3 separate regions of the Drosophila melanogaster genome follow, and regions 1 and 3 are each linked to region 2. Evidence: chromatin contacts called from public Hi-C data. All regions are on one chromosome and are shown on one strand. The core of a region is the stretch at or near the end of the contact, and the rest is flanking DNA. Distances in the headings are between cores, read along the strand shown. Region 1 holds the start of lncRNA:CR44999 (long non-coding RNA:CR44999). Region 2 holds the start of Raf (Raf oncogene). Region 3 holds the start of CG12535.

Region 1 (3,606 bases), core at 561-3,060, 1.1 Mb before region 2:
TATCTTAAGTTCCTGAGTTATATGCCTGTCTGAAAAATATAGATAAGGCGGAAATCGTTGTAGGTATGATTCTATATTTGAACTTAATTAAATAAATATGTCGGCAACACACTTTTTGAAAACTTCTTCAACATAAGGATTTTTGCAACATTTCAACTATAATGTAAGAGTAACTAAACTCCTAATATTATTATTGTATTAAGTCACGTTCTACTGTGCCAGATTTCACCTATAATGACGTCAGGCGATGTCGAGGGTTCAGCAAATGTTATCAAAAGCAAATTTAGCTTATAGCTTCATTTATACACTATTAACCATTTGAACCCGAAATCGTCAATCTTGGCGCTCTTGACAATAGCAAAAAAAAAAAAAAAATACATATACTAATGAAATAAACAAGGGCATAAAAGGAAAACCAAATATCAAATACCCAATTCCAGTTACTGAAAAATAAACGGTCCTTTTACCGATAAACGCAGACCTGCAAAGCTTACTGTGCTTTTCCCTTTTCGTAGAATCCGTTGCATTCCGGTAAACAAGTACGAGCAAAAACTAACAGTACATGTCTTTCGCAGAATCGAACGCAACCCGGTATATATTGAATTTCAGAATCATAGTAAAATTGGAATATCAACATTTATTAAATTATTATTTAAATCTTTTTAAATTTATTAAGCTAATTTATTTCTTTTTTAATTTATCAAGCTAATTTATTTCTTTTTTAATTTATCAAGCTAATTTATTTCTTTTTTTAATTAATTGATTTATTTCTCCTTTAAAAAGTTTAATACTTTCGTAAAAATTTTGGGACCATTTTATTTAATTACTTTGGAGCCCCAGAGTTCTGGAATTTTCGAACATTACCAACTCGTTTCAACGCCATCAAAGCGTTTTTAATACTTGCCAGCATTAAGAAGAATTTCACAAAACAATAAAGAACTTTGTAGAATTTTGTTTTGCAAAATTCGTCCACTTCCACTTTTCTATTGTCTCACTTTTTGTTCTTAATTTCTTGTAAGCACTTGATTCTTAACATTCCTTCTGAGTTCCTAGAATCCGTTATTTCGTATCGATTTGTGCGGCCATGATCACTGATTTGTCATTGTGTGTGAGAGCACCGTTAAAAGTTAAGCTATTTCACCTTTCCCAGAAATTCTATTTTGAATTCCCCGTAGTGGCGCGATTTTTGAAGTCGTTGCGTTCCGATAAATAATATATATTATATATATATATCTTTGCACTCACCTCGCTGAACATAGTTTCCGTATCCGTCTCTATTTAATTGATTGTAATCCAATTTAGTTAGCTTCCTTTGCTTTCCAGTCGCTTTCGGCTATATCTATTTCTATCCCGTTCCCGTGCCGCCAGCAAGTTGGGCACTTTTTTTTTTGCGTCAAAGAAGGGGAAAGACGGAGAAAAAACACCAAAAAAAGGGACACAAAAAAAAATTCTTCCCGTTTATTTTGCACTAGCTGATTTTTTTTAAAAAATCTTTTTTTAATTCTAGTTTTTCACAAGTTTTTGTTTCTGCTTTGGAGAAGATTTTTTTTTATGTATTTGCGCGGTTTTAAGTCGGCTCTTAGGTTATTTCTGGGATTTAGCACTTTTGTAACTTGGCTGTGACAGTTGTTAGTAGTAGTTGTATATTTTAAAACGTGTTGCTTCAGGTTTTACTACAGAACTATTTATATAGCGTTTGGTTTTTTTTTTTTGTATCGGGCGGAAAACAGGCAAAAATCCAATCCACAAAGCGATTCTCTGAATTACCCGCGGTGAACTGAACACGCGACGCCACAGAAATAGTGCCCGTTTCATGTTGTCTGTGGCTTAAATAAAATTTCTATCGTACCAGACTGCCGCGCTCTCTGCGCTCTCACTGCGCATGCTCACTGCTGCTCTCTTTGCTGGAATTCGCTTTAAGTGGTGAGAATAGGAGCTTCAACAAAAATCTTCTTTGACATTTGGATCACATTTAGATCACATTTGGATTCATCACGATTTGTTAATACTCGAAGGTTTTCAAATAGTACGCAATGCATTTAAAATGATCAATGTTTCTTTGCCTCTCCCGCACACTGGTTCACATAACAGCATCAGTTTGCCGGTATTTTTTTTTTGAGTGAAAGAGAGTGAGATTTTTGAGTGGTGTTTACAATAATTGAGCGCAAACAAAATTGAGACAAATCGCAAATTGCTCCGTAAATAAAAACATAAACAATTAACTTGAACTGGCTCAAAATGTTTTTGTGAAATAAATGCAATACGAAAATGTGTAGTTGACTGGAAATCAAAACAAAATTTTATTCATTTCCTTAATTTACTTACGGTATGTATATTAAAATATAGAAATTAAATTTATAAATATACGCATTTATTTATGTTAATGTTAATCGACATAAAACTACAGGTTTCAATTGCTTTTCTGTGGCATTATTTGGGATTCTTCATTGCCGCATAAATGTTTCCTATTTTTAAATCGATTTATTTTAAGCTCTATTCCTTTTTGCGTAGAAGTTGCGAGAAGTTGTTCATTCCCTCTTGCTTTGGCGCCTTACATTTCTTTCGTATTTCCTTCTTGCCCTTTCCTTTATCTATGCATGCATTTACCGTACTTTTTTTTATGTGCGTGTGTGCCTTTGTCACCTCTTTGTCTGCCACGCAACTTCATTTTCCGTTTTGTCAAGTTGATTGAACTTGTGAACTTTGTAAACAATGCAGAATTCATTTAACAATAATAGAAAAGTTAGGCCGCATGGTAGAAACAAAAGAAGAGCCAAACATTTTGTTAACGAATTAAACGATGCCAAGGAAATGTAAAAAGAAAGGGAAAAGAATAGAAACCAGCCAAAAATATTACAACTTTGGAAAGAAGAAGTTGTGGAAGAAGTAGAAAAGGGTAATAAGGTAAAGGCGGATAGGAAGCAAGGGGACCTTGAATGAAAAATAGAATATAACATGCACAAGCATACGTCTCTACATACATACATACATATGTATGTATGCACATTCCAACAAACTTCTTAATAACTGTTTGTAAAATACAATGTACATAGTATGTGTACTACATACAAATAATGATTTGTGCATGTGTACATATGTTTATCGCACAAATATGTACATATGTACACATATATCAACCTTTAAAAATCGACTTGAAAGGACCTGCATTTTGAATTTTGCCCCTTTTAGAGAGTATTAAATCATCAGGTGGTTCCGACGCAAAGTTCCTCCCGCTTTCTACACCCCGTCGATTTTGTTACGTTTCGCTTTGATTTTCATTTCCACAACTTTTAGTGCACAACATAGCGCTTTTGGCGCGTGCATCTGCCCTCTCTTTCACACGCTTTGTTTTGATTTCGCAACGAGGCGAACCAGCAAAAAAAAAATGCACGCTGCACACTCGCCCAACTACTCTGCAATTTGCACATTTAATTAATTGTTTGTACAAGCGACATATTAAAAAAAAAAAAAAATTGTTTAATTCTTCTGTCAATGGAAATCACAAACAGCCCAATAAAATTCACCTTCCAACATTCCGCTTTAGTATCCATAAGCATACAAACAGCCATTCGTTGGCAAAAAGCGATATGCTCCACTTTTACAGGG
Region 2 (3,662 bases), core at 947-3,446:
GAAACACTAGTCACTTAGCGAGTGTCTGCTGTACACTTTGTGCTTCATGAATGAAGTGGAGTGCGGGGAGATTGGCGACTAGACAAAGAGTATGCCGCTGGCCCACCCTCTGCCCCCGACGAGTCGGAAGTGACGATGAGAGCGGCGAGAAAAGAAAACAAACTGTTGGCGGCTGGTTTCTCAGCGAGAGAGTTTGCCTGAGCGAGCGAGGGAGCCTGGCTGCCGGGGATGAGGATGTTTGGCGGTGAAGGGGAGGCAAGGCCGCAATTAATTACAAACTCACCCAGCTGTCCCCACACGTTGCCCCCGTCTACCAGCTTCTGCCACTTCCTCTTCCCCCCCCCCCCCCCCCGCTGCTTCTCGCAAGTCTGCATCCGAAAAGTGGCACGTATCAATGTTGAAAGCATAAACACACAAAGAGACCAACGAGGCGCTCTCTCGCCAACGCCAAAGCGAAGAGCAGGAGGAGGAGCAGAAGAAGCGGCGAGAAATGCAAATGCCTACAAAAAACAACAGTTCTATCCAAAGTTAAATAGTTCACTTCGATGTAATGCATTCCCGTCTACTTTTCCAACATTAAACGAAGTCATCGAAAATAATTGTGATATCACACCCTTTATATGTACGTTCTACGCACATTTGATCCTTTCATTATCCTTTTTTCTTGTTGCTCGCCTGACCAAATTACAAATGACCACACAAACATGTGTTCGAGTGCAGGAACAGCCACCTTGCATAAATGGCAACTGCCCATACGTAATACGTAATCCGTACTACGTACTGCGTATGTACATATGTATGTACACACATGCAATGTTCATCCTTCCTCCTTTTGGTTGCGGATGATACCCACTGAAAGTAGAGTTGAAACGACTAAAAGTCTAACAATGCCCACTGCCCCAAGCACTGTCGTTTCTTGAATGCAGCCAAATCAACAAACATCACGGGAAGAGCGTGTGTGTGTGTTTGCGAGTGTTTGCGGGCCGACAAACATGCGCAGGCTGAAATCTGCTGACGACGCTGAGGCGGCATTTATCACTCCCAAAAAGCGTTGGGCTCCGCAGGGGGGTGAGGGAAGGGTACGCGCATTGGGAGTCATTGATTTTCGTTTATGAGTCGGGCAGGCGACGCTCTCACTTTTTATACGTTCATTCACACGCGGCACAGTGGGCCAGAACAAGAACAAATGGACAACAAAGCATTTCGGATGACAAGAATTCGAAGCTAAGACATGCGTACAATTAAACTTTAGAAAGATCTAAAAAAAAACCCTTGATATTGACTTAGGGTGGTTTCAGCCCAACTTACCTGTGGATTAACACGTTTGCCAGGTAAATACTGCGATTTGTAAGATTTTGACTTTAAGACGTTGGATAATCCCCGACAATCCGTTGATATGCGTTACTCCATGAAGGGCTTGAACGCCAAGCATTTGTTGGCTTTATGGTTAAAACACAATAATGCAACAATGGGTCATCAACTGCCAATTTATCCCACTGTGCTCTCCGCTGAAGTGAAGTGGCCGATGCAAAGGCAAAGAGAACGTTCCCATCGCACAGAGAGAGGGAGAGAGAGAGCAATCAAGAGTTGAGAGAGCGACTAAAAAAGGTGTAGGAGTCCGTGGAGGGGGGAAGGAGGGACAGAGGATAATAGAAGGGGAGGAGAATGGGGAATTTAAATATGTTATTGATAATTGAAATTACCGCGCGCCCCCGCTGCTCATTCAAATGCAATTTTGTTGCAAAGTTTCGATTTCGTTGTCACTCCCATCCTCCGCTTTTTGTTATTCCTACCTGCACATTGAAACGAAGCGAAATAAAAGCGCGTGCTAAGGACTTAATGGCAGTGCACTAAAAACATCTTCAAATTCAAACGGAATAAAATTGAAGCGAGGCGCTGATTTCGCTGCCGCTGTCGACGCAGGTAGCGGTGTGTGTGTGTGTGTATGTGTGTCCGTTTCGGTTTTTATTTACTTTGTTCTGCTTGTTTTTTCCAGTCTCTCGTTTTTCCTTTTTGTTTTTTGGCTTCTTTTGTTATCGGGCAGCAAATTGAAAGCAATAAATACTTAATTGTTAGCTTGTTGGTTATGTTGTTTTTGTTGTTGCTGCTGCCGCTTAATTACGTAATTCCGAACTTATCTGGGCGACTTTAAGAAAATGCAAAAGAGCGCCAAGCGTGTGGCAATGGGAATGGAAGAGGGATGGAATTGGAATGAGACGCGAAAGAAATCAAAACGGCCCATTTAAGCAACACAAGAGACACAGAAATTATGAATAGAGGTGGGGAAAAAATGTAAAACCATTGAAAATTTGTCAATATCGAAAGTGGGTCTAAGTCAAATGGCAGGAGTACGTGTGATTACAATTTTTTAAGATAATCAAAAACGTATGTACGTACATATGACTTATGTACATACATATGCTCATATATGTACATATGACTTATGTACATATGTACATATGCTCATATATGTACATATGTATGTGTGTGTGGGCATTATAAAAGATGAACTACTGAGATCGAGATCGAGTTGATGGCACTATACCAAGAAACGCGCGCAGGCAAATGTTTCTGGCTTATTTGTCCTCTTGTGACACAATTAGCTGATAAAGTTCCTGATGTTTTTCCCCGCAGCGTCTGGCATGTGAATCATCATCGTCATGGGAGCTTTTGTTTCTGGGAATTTCAATTTTGAATAAACAAAATCAAAACGAGAACTTTACTTCTTGCGGCTAAACACTTTGCACAAACACGTGCAAACTCTATGTTTGCATTTGCGTGTGTGTGTGTGTGTGTGTGTGTATGTCGTCATCGACCGTCAGCGGCGCCTTAATAATAGTACACAAAAATGATAAACAAAGATCCCCCCACTCACAGCACTCGACCCCTCCAGCCATTCACAACGCACGCTCATGAACTCTTCCCTTTCTCTCGCACTCGCACTTGCACTCGCTCTCTCTTTGTTTGAGTGCAAATTTGCATTGTCTCTTTGTGCTCGCACACAAACATATGTATGTATGTACATGCACGCAGACATAAGTGCGCACATAATCACACACGCTGACTAGTGCCAAACTGACCTCACAATTGTTGTTGTTACGATTATTTGTGCCCACTTTCTTGCTTTTGTTGTTGTCGTTGTTGTTGTTGTTATTTTTCGGATCATGCTAAAACTGTAAATGATGAGATGAACTTGTTGAAGAGGATGAATCGAGCTGGAAACGGGGAAGGGGGTTGATTCGAGCTCGCATTTCAAAACCTCAAAATACATAGTTTATAGACCTTCTACAGAGTCATAAGCACACATACATACATACATCCATGTATGCATACATCTTTGAGACAACACTTAAAAAACTATTCTACTTGGATTCTGATTCGCAAAACAGACTATAGGAGCCACTCTACAAGCATGAACATATGTATACATGCGCATATGTGTGTATTTAATTTTGTTAAACCCGTTAAGCCGAGCCGATAAGTTCAAGGGGTTACCCCCACGCCTAATTTGGCAATTTCAATGGATTCGAATGATTCCATGTCAGCGCCGTGTGGATTTCTCAATTAGCAGTTGCCGCAAGTGTAGGTGATTGCCTTAGCAAGTACTTTGCATAGCCAAATCCAGCCAAAGTCACTATTTTTACATAATAAAGGGGCAGGAG
Region 3 (3,503 bases), core at 385-2,884, 1.2 Mb before region 2:
GGTACGGATCGGTGCGATGTCGTAAAACTTGTCCAAATTTATAATTTGACATTTATGCATTCTTTATGATTATTTATTACGTTAATTTTTGATTAAAAGTGGCGTCGACAACAAACCCTAGCTCGTCTGACGCCCAAATCGCCTCCCCATTTTCCCCATCCTCTTGATTCATTTGCGACATTTGTGGCATCGCATTCTGACTCAATTAGATGAACTCGGTCGGCATGGAAGGATGAAGTTCGTGATCTTGGAATTGATTGAAGGGGTGCTTCCACGTACATATGTAAATACATACCATACATTTGTACATACATATGTACATTCTGTGGCAGTACTAAGATCGGACTAAGTGTTAGTACTCCGTATTAGGGTAGCATTCGAAAGGCAACAAATTGCATGCGAAATGCGAACAATTATTCATACTTTGTATTTCCGAGAGCGATTAATATGAATTTCGCATTCGCATTGGACTTAGAGACAAGGCAAATGGCATTAAGTGCAAATTTAGCCGGTAGGGGCGGTCATAATCAGTAGCATACATAAATTACACAGACAAATGCACACCAGACATACATATGTATGTACATACATACATATGTGCATACATATACTTCAGCCATAGCTACTATAGCTACTCATACTATATAGAAGTCTATTATCGTGCATTCGAATTTCAGATTTCTCCCCATGCTTTTCGCTGATTTAATTATTTTCATTTCAAATTTCGCACACACTGCTTTTGGTTTATTTTTTGTGTTTTTGTGTCGTTTTTTTTTTGTTTTTTGTTTTTTTTTTTTTGCTCGCTTTATTGCCCGTCCAACATCCGTCCCCGAACTTTGTCAACTGCAGTTAAAATTTATTTCATTTAATATTTCGCGGCGCACGAAGGCTCCATCTAAATACATTGTTCATACATATGTATGCATGTATGTATGTATGTAAAAAGCTCTCTAAAAAATTAAATGCCTGGCGCGTCTTTTTACATGCTGTGCAACATGCGAAAATAAGTCGTAAAGTCATTCTTAAATAAAAATGCCAATATAGGCAAATGTTTGCACGCTTTTTAGTCGTCGTTCGTTGTACATTGTACATACATACGTACATCATTTGCACACTCGACAATTGTGCCCTTGGCCCACCAGCAGTCGAGCCAAAGATTATGATGCTATGGTTAATGGTTAATGGTTAATGGTTAATGGGATTATGTCTGGGGTTCATCAGTTCCGGGATCGAAAAGTGGGATATGACAATAGCTTTAGCTGCAACCGAACATTGAGCATTCTAAAGCCGCCGGATTCGGGAATAATATGTATGTATGTATGGGACTAGGGTACGATAGTTCGTAGATAAGATAACAAATCTAGCGAGAAAGTTGCATAACCTGGATGGTATCTAGTGGAGTCATAATAGAATTATACAATGTTTATACTACTAATATAAGAGTCTATTTTTGGTAGCTCGATTGAGTCCTGGTATTATCTTGAGTACACACACACACACACACGCACACACACACATTTGATACATTCCAAAGGCAGTATACTGAAACTGAAACTGAAACCTGATAACAAGTTCGTGATCTCACGCTCGGAAGCAGTGTGTCCAAAAATAAATGATTTTCATATCTGCAATTACCAATTTCCCATAACTCGTGCCCAAAAAAACTATATAAATGTACATATGTATGTATGTGTTATCAATAATGCAATAGTTCGTGGAATTTACACTCAAATTGTCCCGATTGTTAATTGTTATTATTATTATTTTCGTATTCGCCGTTCGATAAATGATCGGGACACCCAGACATTTGATCACACATTATTTTGATGGACTTGGTCCAGGCGCAGCAGTGTGTACTATTATTATTATTATTATTATTATTATTATTATTATTATGTCTCGTCTGCGTCTTTGTTTATATTCAGTTGTTGTTGGTTTTGCCCAATCGCGCAGCTATTTTCTATTTGCACCGTAATTTTATTTCGCCTTCTACTTTGCCCTGCACTTTGTCACCTTCTATCAGTCGTTTTTTGTTTTGTTTTTTTGTTTTTTCCCGGTTCCTATTTGTTGTTTTCCTTGTGCATTTGGCAAATTAGCTACGCTGCAAGCACCACACCACCCCCCCCCCCACACCGTTTTTCCTTCAGTGTAAAATGTCAACACAAGAGGTGCAGTTATCGTAAATTTCTGTTTGTTTTTCTCGCCACCCATTGATTTTCATTTGCACAATGGGCATTTTGGTTTGTGGTGCAAAACTCGTTCAGTTTTAGAGCAATTATTTTTTGATATCGATAATGGTTTTTAAATTTGCTGTTCATTCTTAACAACGAGATGTAATAAATTCATTTTCCTAATCAATTTCCAGACATTTTTTCCGTCGCAATTGCCACTTTTATACGGCAAACGTGTATGTACATATATGTATATATGGTACATACACATAAACAAAATAACGCTAGGGTATCTCCTTACTGGCCGCTCATTACTTGCACTTTTCCCTTTGTTTTAGTCGCTTCATCAGCATTTCAAATGTGGGAAACGCTGCTGCTCAGTGGGCGTGGCAATGGAGGGGCGCCAAGCGAAAAATAAGCAAAAAAAAAACAAGATGGCTCAAATGTGAATCAAAGTGATAAAACTCGAAAATTTCTACAAATTGCAGTTCAGCTCAGAAAAGAAAACTAGACAAACGAACGTATGTACATATGTAGATACTGAAATTTATTTTATTTAAGTCACTAATTCGATTTGTTTTCTTGCAGTGCAGTTGATAAGACTGCAGTGAGAGGACATCTGTTAATTAGCCATGCACGTGGCTTTCATTTTTACGAAGCTTTGGCTTGGCGCCATTTTCTCTCATTTGGTGAGCACGCCCACTCCACTCCCCACTCCCCCCCACCCACCGCCCATCGTTATAATACAGTTTACAGTTACGCCGATAAGCTGCGAGTTGCCGCCAGTCAAGTAGTTTCACCCAATAATCGCATTTTCCATTGCACTTGCACGAGCAACTTTGGCCGTTTTGCTTACTACAATATATGCAAATGCATATAATGAATAAATGCATACATAAATCGCATTTAAATTTAGCCTTGCACCGAAAAAAAAATTACTTGAAATTTATTAATATTACAAGGCAAATTTCTCACTATTGGAAAGAATCATAATATATTGTATATTTTCTAAGTTAATTATATAGTTTCTTAGTTATCTATTTCTATGCGCATATTTCACTTTATTAATAGGTGACTATAATTTTTGTTACGAACTTATGTCCTTTGCAGGTTCTTCAAAGCATTCCTGTTTTCCTGTTTCCCCTTAATGTGTCCCATTTGATGTGTTCCAAGAACACAGAAGAAAACCCACAGGTGTTCTTCTCTGTTGCCTTAAAGTTGCCTATTTTTTTTTTCATTCTTTCGTACTTTTTTGAAAAAAAAAAAACAAAAAAAAGAAAAAACAATTTGGCAAACAGCATTTGACTTACTTACTTACTGCTGATGCTTTCC

What was found. A called contact is a pair of places that touch in the nucleus more often than the background predicts.
Region 1: a Hi-C map of the Kc167 cell line shows a contact between it and region 2, with 2.0 times the contacts expected there. The contact joins the promoter of lncRNA:CR44999 here to the promoter of Raf in region 2. A contact is called at or near these places in 2 of 107 Hi-C or Micro-C datasets (the Kc167 cell line and embryo).
Region 3: a contact with region 2 is called in a Hi-C map of the Kc167 cell line, with 3 times the contacts expected there. The contact joins the promoter of CG12535 here to the promoter of Raf in region 2. A contact is called at or near these places in 3 of 107 Hi-C or Micro-C datasets (the Kc167 cell line, the S2 cell line and wing imaginal disc).

What each region holds. Positions count from the first base shown.
Region 1 is chrX:3,371,363-3,374,968 of dm6, reverse strand. It overlaps lncRNA:CR44999 (long non-coding RNA:CR44999), which reads right to left and starts at 1,810. Exons shown (of 4, transcript NR_123782.1): 1 at 1,246-1,810; 2 at 1-29. Myc (Myc,) reads right to left here and starts at 1,810. Exons shown (of 3, transcript NM_001272275.1): 1 at 1,246-1,810; 2 at 1-25.
Region 2 is chrX:2,294,000-2,297,661 of dm6, reverse strand. Raf (Raf oncogene) reads right to left here and starts at 2,196. Exons shown (of 7, transcript NM_001103397.3): 1 at 1,704-2,196; 2 at 1,309-1,508.
Region 3 is chrX:3,447,074-3,450,576 of dm6, reverse strand. It overlaps CG12535, which reads left to right and starts at 1,634. Exons shown (of 4, transcript NM_001297909.1): 1 at 1,634-1,682. All of the region lies in intron 2 of lncRNA:CR44999 (long non-coding RNA:CR44999), which reads right to left.